Linked DNA regions of Sus scrofa: all the other regions are linked to region 2. A link is a contact called in public HiChIP or PLAC-seq data. All regions are on one chromosome and are shown on one strand. Each heading gives the region's core, a stretch centred on a gene start, on an enhancer-like site or on the middle of the called end of the contact. The rest is flanking DNA. Distances are from core to core; before and after follow the strand shown. Region 1 holds the start of LPAR5 (lysophosphatidic acid receptor 5). Region 2 holds the start of ZNF384 (zinc finger protein 384). Region 3 holds the start of MLF2 (myeloid leukemia factor 2).

Region 1 (3,084 bases), core at 426-2,925, 46 kb before region 2:
CCCATCATAGCTCAGCCGTTAATGAACCTGACTAGCATCCATGAGGATGAGGGTTCGATCCCTGGCCTTGCTCAGTGGGTTAAGGATCTAGCATTGCTGTGACCTATGGTGTGGGTCGCAGATGCACATCGGTCCTGAGTTGCTATGCCTGTGGTGTAGGCCAGCAGCTATAGCTCTGATTGGACCCCTAGCCTGGGAACCTCCATATGTGTTGGGTGTGGCCCTAAAAGACAGGAAAAAAAAAAAAAGACCTAAGAGGGTTCAGCCCTCCATAGCCTTGGGTGGTTCTCGCCTCCACAGGAGCCTTTGGCCTCGTGGACCTCGCCCTGACCTCAGGCAGCACTCAAGTCTCTGCTTTCCCCTTCCTGTGGGCACAGGTATCAGAGGCCGAAAGAGCTGGGTTCTAGGGTCCCTCAGTTGCCAGGAAGTGAGGCTCATGGGTTGAGTAGGTTTCTGCCTCCCGTTTAATCCTTGCCTCCATCTTCCCTTCTGCTACGACCTTCGCTCACCCTGAAGCGACAGGCGACACAACCCCTTCCGTCAGGGAGGCCCCCGTGAACATAAGGACTCGGTGGGCAGCTGCCTCATGGTTGGGACACAGAGGGACCAGAAGGCCTTGCCCGCTCTCAAATATCTCCCCCAACCCATGCTCAGTATCTGAAATTTTATCCACTTCGGGACCCTCACAGGCCACATTCCCGCAGAACTGTAGGGACCCTGGACACAGTTCATCTAATCCTCCGATAAAGACAATGCCCTGGGTTAAGGCAGCGTCTGTCCAAGACACCACTGAAGCACACTGGTTACATTGGAAGGATCCCCGTAAGGGCACAGCTGAGCCTTGACCCTGCTGATGGGGTTTCATCAGATGAGTTCATTGTCACCGGCAAAGGCCCGGCCCTGGGGCGAGTGGGTTTTAGGGCTTGCGTTGTCTAAGAGTAGGAAAGGGCTGGCAACCAGCCCCAGAGGGCCTTCCTCGGTGGCCCTGGGATTGGGGTTCAGCTTGACAGTGGGGACCTGACCGGTGAAGGGGAGGACACAGCCTCGGGGACAGCCAGGGTGGGGCTTCAAGATCTAGGGCAATCCTCTGTCCCCTGTCTGTGGGCCCAAGCCTGTCCCTTTGGGCTTTTGACTGAAACATTTTCCCAGGGCCCACAGCCTACTTTCACCTCCACCCCCCCCCACCCATGTCCTATTTCTAAAGGAGAGGGGCTGCCCCTGGGGGGCTCCCCCCAACCTGTGATGCCCCCATACCTGTGCTCGCTGAGGCTCCGCCGCTGCCTTGAGCTGGCTTCCGCTGCTGCCTGTTCTGGGCTGGGCTGGGCTGGTAGGACCTGCTCCAGGCAGGCGGACACACCCACCTCCGCAGCTGTCAGCAGATCCCAGCTCCCTGCACTCGCCCAACCCTGCGTGGGGCAGGGAGACAGAGGAGGAAGCACTGCCCTCAGTGGTCCACAGACAGGTCAGAGGAGAAGAATCCCCAGCGGATAAAGGCACTTCATCTGGCCCCAACCATCGCTGACTGCTGACTGTCCCCTCATGGCTCACACATTTCCCACAGTTTCCGGTGAGCCTAACTGGCACACCCACCCAGTGATGCCAGATGACTAACCCACCAGCCTTTTGTTCTCATCAGTTCCTCCTGGCTGTCTGTCTCTCTGTTGGGTTCCTGCAGGTGGTTTCACTCTTGCCACATGTAGCTTCTATCTGTGTGTATGTGTGTGTGTGTGGGGGGGAACCAGGGCTCAGATGACAGCCTCTGGTCTCTGTACCCCGGGCTGAGCCCCTTGTTTTCTACATCAGTAGGACCGGGCATGGTGTTTGCAGTCAGTACTCAAAAACAAGCGGCAGGTGAAAAAGGACACTGTGGTCGAATGAGAATGGAGAGACTAAGTGGAAAAGGTTTCTCTGTTACAGAGCTTCTCAGAGGTTTCAACATCCCATTAAAAGGCCAATGGCATGTTGATAATCAAAGCTGATAAAGGGTAGATGGAGATGCTTGACACTGTTCTTTGTGCTATATTCTACATATTGAGCTTCTCCATAATGTTTTCTCTTTTTTGTCTTTTTAAGATCGTACTCACGGCATATGGAGGTTCCCAGGCTAGGAGCTGAATCGGAGCTACAGCTGCCAGCCTAAGGCACAGCCACAGCAACGTTGGATCCGAGCCACATCTGCAACCTACACCACAGCTCATGGCAAAACTGGATCCTTAACCCACTGAGCAAGGCCAGGGATCGAACCCACGTCCTCATGGATACTAGTCGGGTTCTTTAACCACTGAGCCACGACAGGAACTCTGTAATGTTTTCTTCTAAATGCTGTGCAGTTTCCCTCATATGTGTGTATCCAGAACATGTTTTGGGGGATCCCAGATTATTAAAGGCTGATGCTGGAGTCACAGCTCCAAGCATGTCATTAAGATGCAGTTCCTGGAGTTCCCGTCGTGGCGCAGTGGTTAACGAATCCGACTAGGAACCATGAGGTTGCGGGTTCGGTCCCTGCCCTTGCTCAGTGGGTTAACGATCCGGCGTTGCCGTGAGCTGTGGTGTAGGTTGCAGACGCGGCTCGGATCCCGCTTTGCTGTGGCTCTGGCGTAGGCCGGTGGCTACAGCTCCGATTCAACCCCTAGCCTGGGAACCTCCATATGCCGCGGGAGCGGCCCAAGAAATAGCAACAACAACAACAACAACAAAGACAAAAAAAAAAAAAAAAGATGCAGTTCCTCAAGGACCCAGCGTTGTCACTGCTGTGGTTCTGGTGGCTGCTGTGGCACAGGTTCAATTCCTGGCCCAGGAACTTTGTACATGTGTGGCTGAAAAACAAACAAAAGGTGCAGCTCCTCCCCACTTCACCGTTTTCAGACCATCAGACCTCTCACTTGATATCAGAGCAGGGGTTTCCTGAGCTCAACCACAGTTCTTTCCTCCCTCCTAAAAAGCTCAAGTTCGGCCCTACTGCCCTGCAGTTGGCCCACTAGACACGACCTCATTCAGATCATCCTCAGAGAGACAGTCCTACACTCACATCCGAGATCTTGGGATCAGGGCTTCAGAAATGAAGACACACACGCCCTTCGGCCC
Region 2 (3,131 bases), core at 296-2,795:
CACTCTAAAGTCAGCTCTGCTTGTTCCTAACAGAGGAAAGCAATTTCATAAGCTATGCCAAAAGGACTATACTAGCAACTAGGGCCCATGTGTCCCTAAAGCAGAATGAATTTCTCTTTTGGGCACAGTGCAACACTGCTTAGTGATTTCATGCAAGCATTTCACAATTCAATCTTGATGAGGACTGGTGGCAATGGAAGGTGATGGGGTACAGTGCCAACTTTTTGCACAAAATTTCCTGGGTATCCTCAAGAGATAATGAGAGGCTTCTCCCACAGCAAACACCAAGATTACAATTGCTATTATGTGAAGGATTCTGTCACATTGTCCCCAAAACGTCCCTTTATGATCCCTTCTCCCCCCGTACCGAAAAAGCCATTAACCCCCAATTGTCTTACCCTCTCTCTCTCTTCCTCCTGTCGTCTTATTCCTTCTCCTTTCCAGGGCTCCTGAACTTTCTGTAAACAAATTGTCTGGGTTACAGGGGCCGGTAAGGGTGCAGCCACCGGAGAACTGGAGAACCTCAGGAATTCTTTGACTGTCAGCACTCAGTCTGGAAGGCAGGCCGACCCCCAACCAACAATCCAAAGATGCAAGGATATAATAACAGGAGTGTAGTGCCACCCCTATGTGGATACAAGGCAAAGAAGTTCAATTCCCATCAACTAAGATGAACTCTATCACCAGTGTGAGGGTTCCACTTGGGCTCAGACACTGGTTCTTCTTGGTTTCCCAGGGCCGCAGGTAGTCGGGGGTGAGAGAACAGAGAGTTGGAAGAAGAGAAGGGTCCCTGCCTCCTGAGGATTGGCTCAGAAAGCAAAGCTGAGGACTAAGGGGGATGCACAAGCCCTTGTGTCAGGCACAGTGCCAGTTTAGGCCCAGCCGCTTCCTCTGGCCTCCCCCCCACTTCTGCGAGGACTTCGCCCCTGCCTACCCAAGGCCCTACGCCAAGAAGTACCTCCCTCAGCCTGCACAGTGGTCTAGCTATTGGAGACCCCGGCTGATCCCCAAACACCTTCGCTGCCCTGAGACAGCCCTTGGGCGCCTTCTCCTGATGTCGCCCTCCACCCTTTCCTCAAATACCCTTCTTTGGGACGCCTCTCCTTCCCCTCCAGGGAGCTGAACTCTGCCACCCACCAGACAGACACCCGCCCCCTAAGCCCCCCCATTCCTCCCCATCGCCCGCTCCTCCACAACCACTTCCGGTTCCGGGACGGACACACGTACAGTCCCATCGAGGACCCCCCTTCTCCGCCCCCCAAGGAAAAGGGGAGGGGGAGGAGCAGAGAGCTCGGCGCGCGCCGGCTGCAGCGGCGCGAGACTCACCCGGCGGCGACGGCTGCGGCGGCGCCAGAGCGCGGGAGGGGCGGCGTTTGCTGGGAAAGGAGGGAGCCGAGTATGGTGGGAGGACCCGGAGGGGGCGAGGGGAGGGGGGAGAGCGCGAGGCGAGCGCGCGGGCACGCACTTTAGGCGCGAGACAGACCCACACACTCACACGCACGGAACGCGCGCGAGACACCCGCAGGGCGGGGGCGCGAGGCAGTGGGTGGCCCCCTCCCGCCCTCCCTCCCCTAACACTCACCCGGAAGTGGTGCTGCAGCTTGTGCTCCCGAGAACCCCGATTCCTCCACGCCCCCTCCCTCCCTCCCTCCCCCCACTGGCTCGGAGTTGAGCCGAGGCTGAGAGAAGGCGGGAGCGCCGGAAACGAAAAGGGGGGAGGGAGGGAAATAGCTATGTAGGGGGGGCCACAATGGGGAAAGGGGGAAATGCAAAGGTCGAGTCACTTCCGGGAGCGGCAAGAGCACATCCGGCGCGGCTCGCGCTCCAGGGTATTCAGGGCGGACGTTACGACAAATAGGGGCGGAAGTGGCTTCTGCCCAGGGACGCAGGACCCGCCAGGGATGTGACGCCACAGCGGAAGTGAAGGTGGGTTCCTCTAAGGGCAGGAGTTGAACTGCGGTCCCGGGCTTCCGGAAGGGACTTCTGGGGGAGTGGGAGGGTGGGAAGGCGACAGGTTCATGAATTATGCATCAAGGTACGTGGGGAGGTTTGGATTCTTAAAAGGCCGGTCGTGGTTCTCTTCCCCCAGGGGGCGACAGGCTGATATAGGGAGTTATCTACCATTCTTATTTCTTAGGTGTGCTCTTGAATGTCTCAATACTGTGAATACACGGAGAGGGATAAGGGTGTGTCGGCTTTCTGAGATCCCTACTTTGGCCCAAGGAGTAACTAATAACCTTTCCCAGCCATCAGAGTCCGCCCCGTCTCTGACCACACCCGTTACTCCCCTTTTCTTTGGTCTCTAAACTCCACTGGCCGTCGTCCACAGCTCTATCTCCTCCCCTGGCTTTACTTTTAAATATATCACTCACCTCTACCTGGTACATTGTTTGCTGTCCTCCTTTTCCTTCTGGAATGTCGGCTCCATGAGGACAAGGACTGTGAATTGTTCACTGCCCTATCCTCAGAGCTGGGCGCTTAACCGTCGGTAAACGTTTATTATATCAACTATCAACGAACAGTTACAATGAAATCTTTCAGGAAGCCTTCCTCGATTGCTCCAACCCGTAACGATCCTGTCCTCTGAATTCCCACAGCATTCGGTCCCTACCTTTTGTTGCTGTTTTGACTATTTCGTGTATGTGATCTTCAGCGAAATTGTCAGCAACTCAGGGGAGAAACTGTCTCATACATGGTACCTTCCCACTGCTTTGCTAATCACACAGTAAATGCTGAATAAATATATGCCATTTAAGCAAATAAATGCTCCCACTAGCCTGCCCCGGATCTGACTAGAATCCCTCTGGGCTTGGCTCTATTTTGAGTGAAACAGAATTGAAGTGCCTCCTATTAACAGTAATATTTCCTTGCTTAGAGATTAAAATAACCGTGATAGGAATAATTGTAATGCCAAATCTTACAGATAATGAACATAAGACTCTGAAGACTTCAGTGAATTTTCCCAAAATCACAGCGCAGAAGTAGCAAAAGATACCTAAAAATAAACATTTCAATTAAATGTTTAAATGGAGGATATGTATTGTGGGCTTGTAAGTGTATCTTTTTAAAGATGTCTGCTCTCTCTACCACATTTTGGGACTCTGTACTCAGTCTGTGTCAACCCAGTAGCC
Region 3 (2,877 bases), core at 30-2,529, 52 kb after region 2:
ATACAACCACCCTCCAACCTTTCTTCTGGTCTCAGGTCTGTTGCACCACCATTTACCTGCATCCTGCGGCTGGCAGGCCTGGTCCCTGGCATGCTGCCATCTGTGATGCTGAGGAAGGGGCTGTATCCAAAGCCACCCGACAACATCCGGTTCATGTGCTGACGGTGAATGGCAAAGGGGTCCCTGTGCATGGGGTGTATACCGTGTGGGCTTAGAAAGGCCAGCAGTCAACGCCTCCCCGCCCCCGCCAAGAAAACAGCCTTAGGGAACCAGGAGCACAGACTTCCCCTCAAAGTCTGAGCTGGGGCTGAGCAGCAACGGGAGGCCCTGAGTCCATCTGAACTACTCGGAGACCTGATGTGGAGCGGATGCGTGCTCTAGCGCGTGAGGGGGCGGGGATACTCACATCAAGAACATGGGGTCCTCAGGCTCCACGTCCCTCATGAAGCGGAACATCCTGATTTTAGCTCCAGGGGGCTCCACACTGTGAAGATGTGGAGGCTCAGATTTTGGAGGCGGCCAGGCTTTTTTGCACATCCGCTCAGGGCAGGGACTCGCAGAGCACTGTCCCTTCCAAATACTGTAACTGACCTCCCCCCGCCCCCAACTCCACTTGAGACCCTTCTCCAGGTGTTCAACATCACCCTCTAGGGAGAGAAGAGCTTTTCGAACCTCTCTCTGAAAAAGGACCATGGAAAAATTTTCCAAGCCTGTTTTCTGCCTCCCCCACTCATAGTCATCCTCTTCCCAAAGCCCTGGCCAGAAGCATACTCCCCCTCCCCGACGCCACCGTGCCGGAGGCGAATCCCAAGTGCCGGCCCAATAATGACCCCAACCACCCCGCCCCCTCCTCACACCCGGCCGCCGCCAGGCCTCCCCCGGACGGGCCTCACCGTCCTCGCCACGCCTGTCGGCGGCTTCCCCGGCCCCTGCCTCCCCGCCGGGCGAGTAGGAGAGGCGGGCCTGACCCGCTTCCCTCCCCGCATCCCAAGCTCCCGGACCCTCTGCAGCTCAGCGGGCCGTTCCCGCCCCGGACCGGCTGCCCGCTCCGCTCGCGCCTCACCGGTCCCCGATCCGGGCTCAGCGGCCCATCCGGCCGGTCTTGCCTCTCGGGGCGCGGCAGGATCGGGGCTTGCGGCCCGGGACGCGGGATTGGTCCAGGCGTGAGTCCTCGGCCTCCGCGCCGCCTCCTCGCTCAGCTGCCACCTCCTTGCCCCCCCTCGGCCCAAGGATCCCGAACCGCGGCCAGGCCCGGACGGAAGTGACGTCACGATGGGACAGCCCATCCCGGGGCCGAGCCCGCGGAGCTCCGCCCATCAGCGGGCGTGGGCGCCGACGAGGCCGGCTCCCTGGCCGCGGAGTCCTTCTGGGACGAGGGGAGGGGAGACCTCGTTAGTAACCTGGATTTGGGTCCTGTGGACCGGAGGAGGCTCCCTGTTAGTATGTGGAAGAGGAGCAGGGCAGTCCATCCCCCGGGAGGGGAGGAAGAGGACGGGGGCAGATTCCCAGGGGATAGGATGGGCTCCCCGACGAGGTGGGGCGGATCCCCGGGGGAGCATTAAGCAGATTTCTACCGGGGAAGCGATCAACCCGAGAGGGCGGAAGGGCGGCAATTCTGCGGGGGAGGCGCTAGGGCCAGTCGCCCGCAGGAGGAGGTGCGATCCAGGCAGGGGCGGGGTCCCCGGAGTGACGTAGGAGAGGAGGTGACGGTTCCGCCCAGGTTGTCTTCTGGCTTCGAGAACTCAGTTAGGGCAAAGAGATTCCAGTTTGAGGGGCTGGCCGCCAGATGGCGCTCTTCGGCCAGACTGGAACTGCAGCCCATTGGGAACTAGCATTTGAGAGACTCCCGGACCCCACCTCAGTTACCCTGCTGTGAGGGGTCAGACTGGGGAGAGGTCCTAGTTCTGACATCTTTTCGTTTAATGCTACTCTCCCCTTCCTTTTCTCTGACTCCTGTGTCCTCAAGAGCTCCCAGTCCACACTGATCTTTCTTGCCTCTAGTCAGGAAGGTAGGTAGGTCAAGGGTCTAATGTTTTGGAGAGGAGGTGGAGAGCTCCATTAACCCAGATCACCCAGGGGCGGGGTTGGAAAACAGGTCAGGAGACCGACTCTAAGGCCAAAGACTGACACTTTGACACACTAAATGCCTTGCATAAAATCTGGCCCAGCTGGAGAGAAGGGCCCTCCCCCTGGGTGTCAGGATTTGGACTGTCCAGGGTGGACTTTAGACCAGGCTCATCCAAATTCCAGATCTTTTGGTTCTTTACACTGACTGCTGGCTCTGTTCGTGCTTCACAGGGCCTGACAGTGAGAGAGACTTGTTCCCAACCCCAACGCTTCCTTGGGGAAGAGGGGGAAGGTCCCTGGTCACTCAGGAAGAGATAGTGGGAGTGGGGTTTCTCAGGTTTCTTTGGACTTGATCGTTATTAAAGAGGGAAAAAAAGCAGTAACGGAGACATAGGGGGAACGGAGACAGAGAACCTAGAAGCTGGCAAAGCCAAAGAGAAAGACAGAATAAAAGAAAATGTGTTTTCCATTGATATTTCTGGGGAAGAGACTTAGCAGAATCTTTTATCTTCCAGATGCCCTATCTCTGGACATTCTGCCACACGAGTGCCCCTCTTCCTCTTGCCCCCAAACTAGAGCAGTTTGACATGTGATCAAAAGTTGTCCCAGTGACAGTACTGCAGCCCAGACTTAACTAAGTGTGGTCCTCACCTTCCAGCCTCTTCCATTTCATTTCATCATGTCCAGCCTTCAGCGGAATTGGATAAGAGGCAGCTCAGCTTCTAGCCTTCTCCTTTCATCTTTTTCCATTATCCGGTATCCTCTACCTACTGCCTTTGGGTGCCTAGAGCTCTTTCTCTTCTTCTTTCC

The links. HiChIP or PLAC-seq counts read pairs in DNA pulled down with a chosen protein or histone mark.
Region 1: a contact with region 2 is called in an H3K27ac HiChIP or PLAC-seq map of alveolar macrophages. The contact joins the promoter of LPAR5 here to the promoter of ZNF384 in region 2. A contact is called at or near these places in 1 of 5 promoter capture datasets (fetal skeletal muscle), 4 of 47 Hi-C or Micro-C datasets (blood, liver and subcutaneous adipose tissue) and 1 of 2 datasets of contacts at active chromatin or transcription factors (alveolar macrophages).
Region 3: a contact with region 2 is called in an H3K27ac HiChIP or PLAC-seq map of alveolar macrophages. The contact joins the promoter of MLF2 here to the promoter of ZNF384 in region 2. A contact is called at or near these places in 2 of 47 Hi-C or Micro-C datasets (heart right ventricle and skeletal muscle) and 2 of 2 datasets of contacts at active chromatin or transcription factors (alveolar macrophages and skeletal muscle).

What each region holds. Positions count from the first base shown.
Region 1 is chr5:64,048,061-64,051,144 of Sscrofa11.1, reverse strand. It overlaps LPAR5 (lysophosphatidic acid receptor 5), which reads right to left and starts at 1,675. Exons shown (of 2, transcript XM_005652601.3): 1 at 1,255-1,675.
Region 2 is chr5:64,001,882-64,005,012 of Sscrofa11.1, reverse strand. ZNF384 (zinc finger protein 384) reads right to left here and starts at 1,545. Exons shown (of 12, transcript XM_021092415.1): 1 at 1,327-1,545; 2 at 399-458. It overlaps LOC102163385 (a long non-coding RNA gene), which reads left to right and starts at 1,584. Exons shown (of 2, transcript XR_297164.3): 1 at 1,584-1,926; 2 at 2,138-3,036.
Region 3 is chr5:63,950,062-63,952,938 of Sscrofa11.1, reverse strand. It overlaps MLF2 (myeloid leukemia factor 2), which reads right to left and starts at 1,279. Exons shown (of 9, transcript XM_003481695.4): 1 at 1,064-1,279; 2 at 407-484; 3 at 57-183. The coding sequence starts at 456.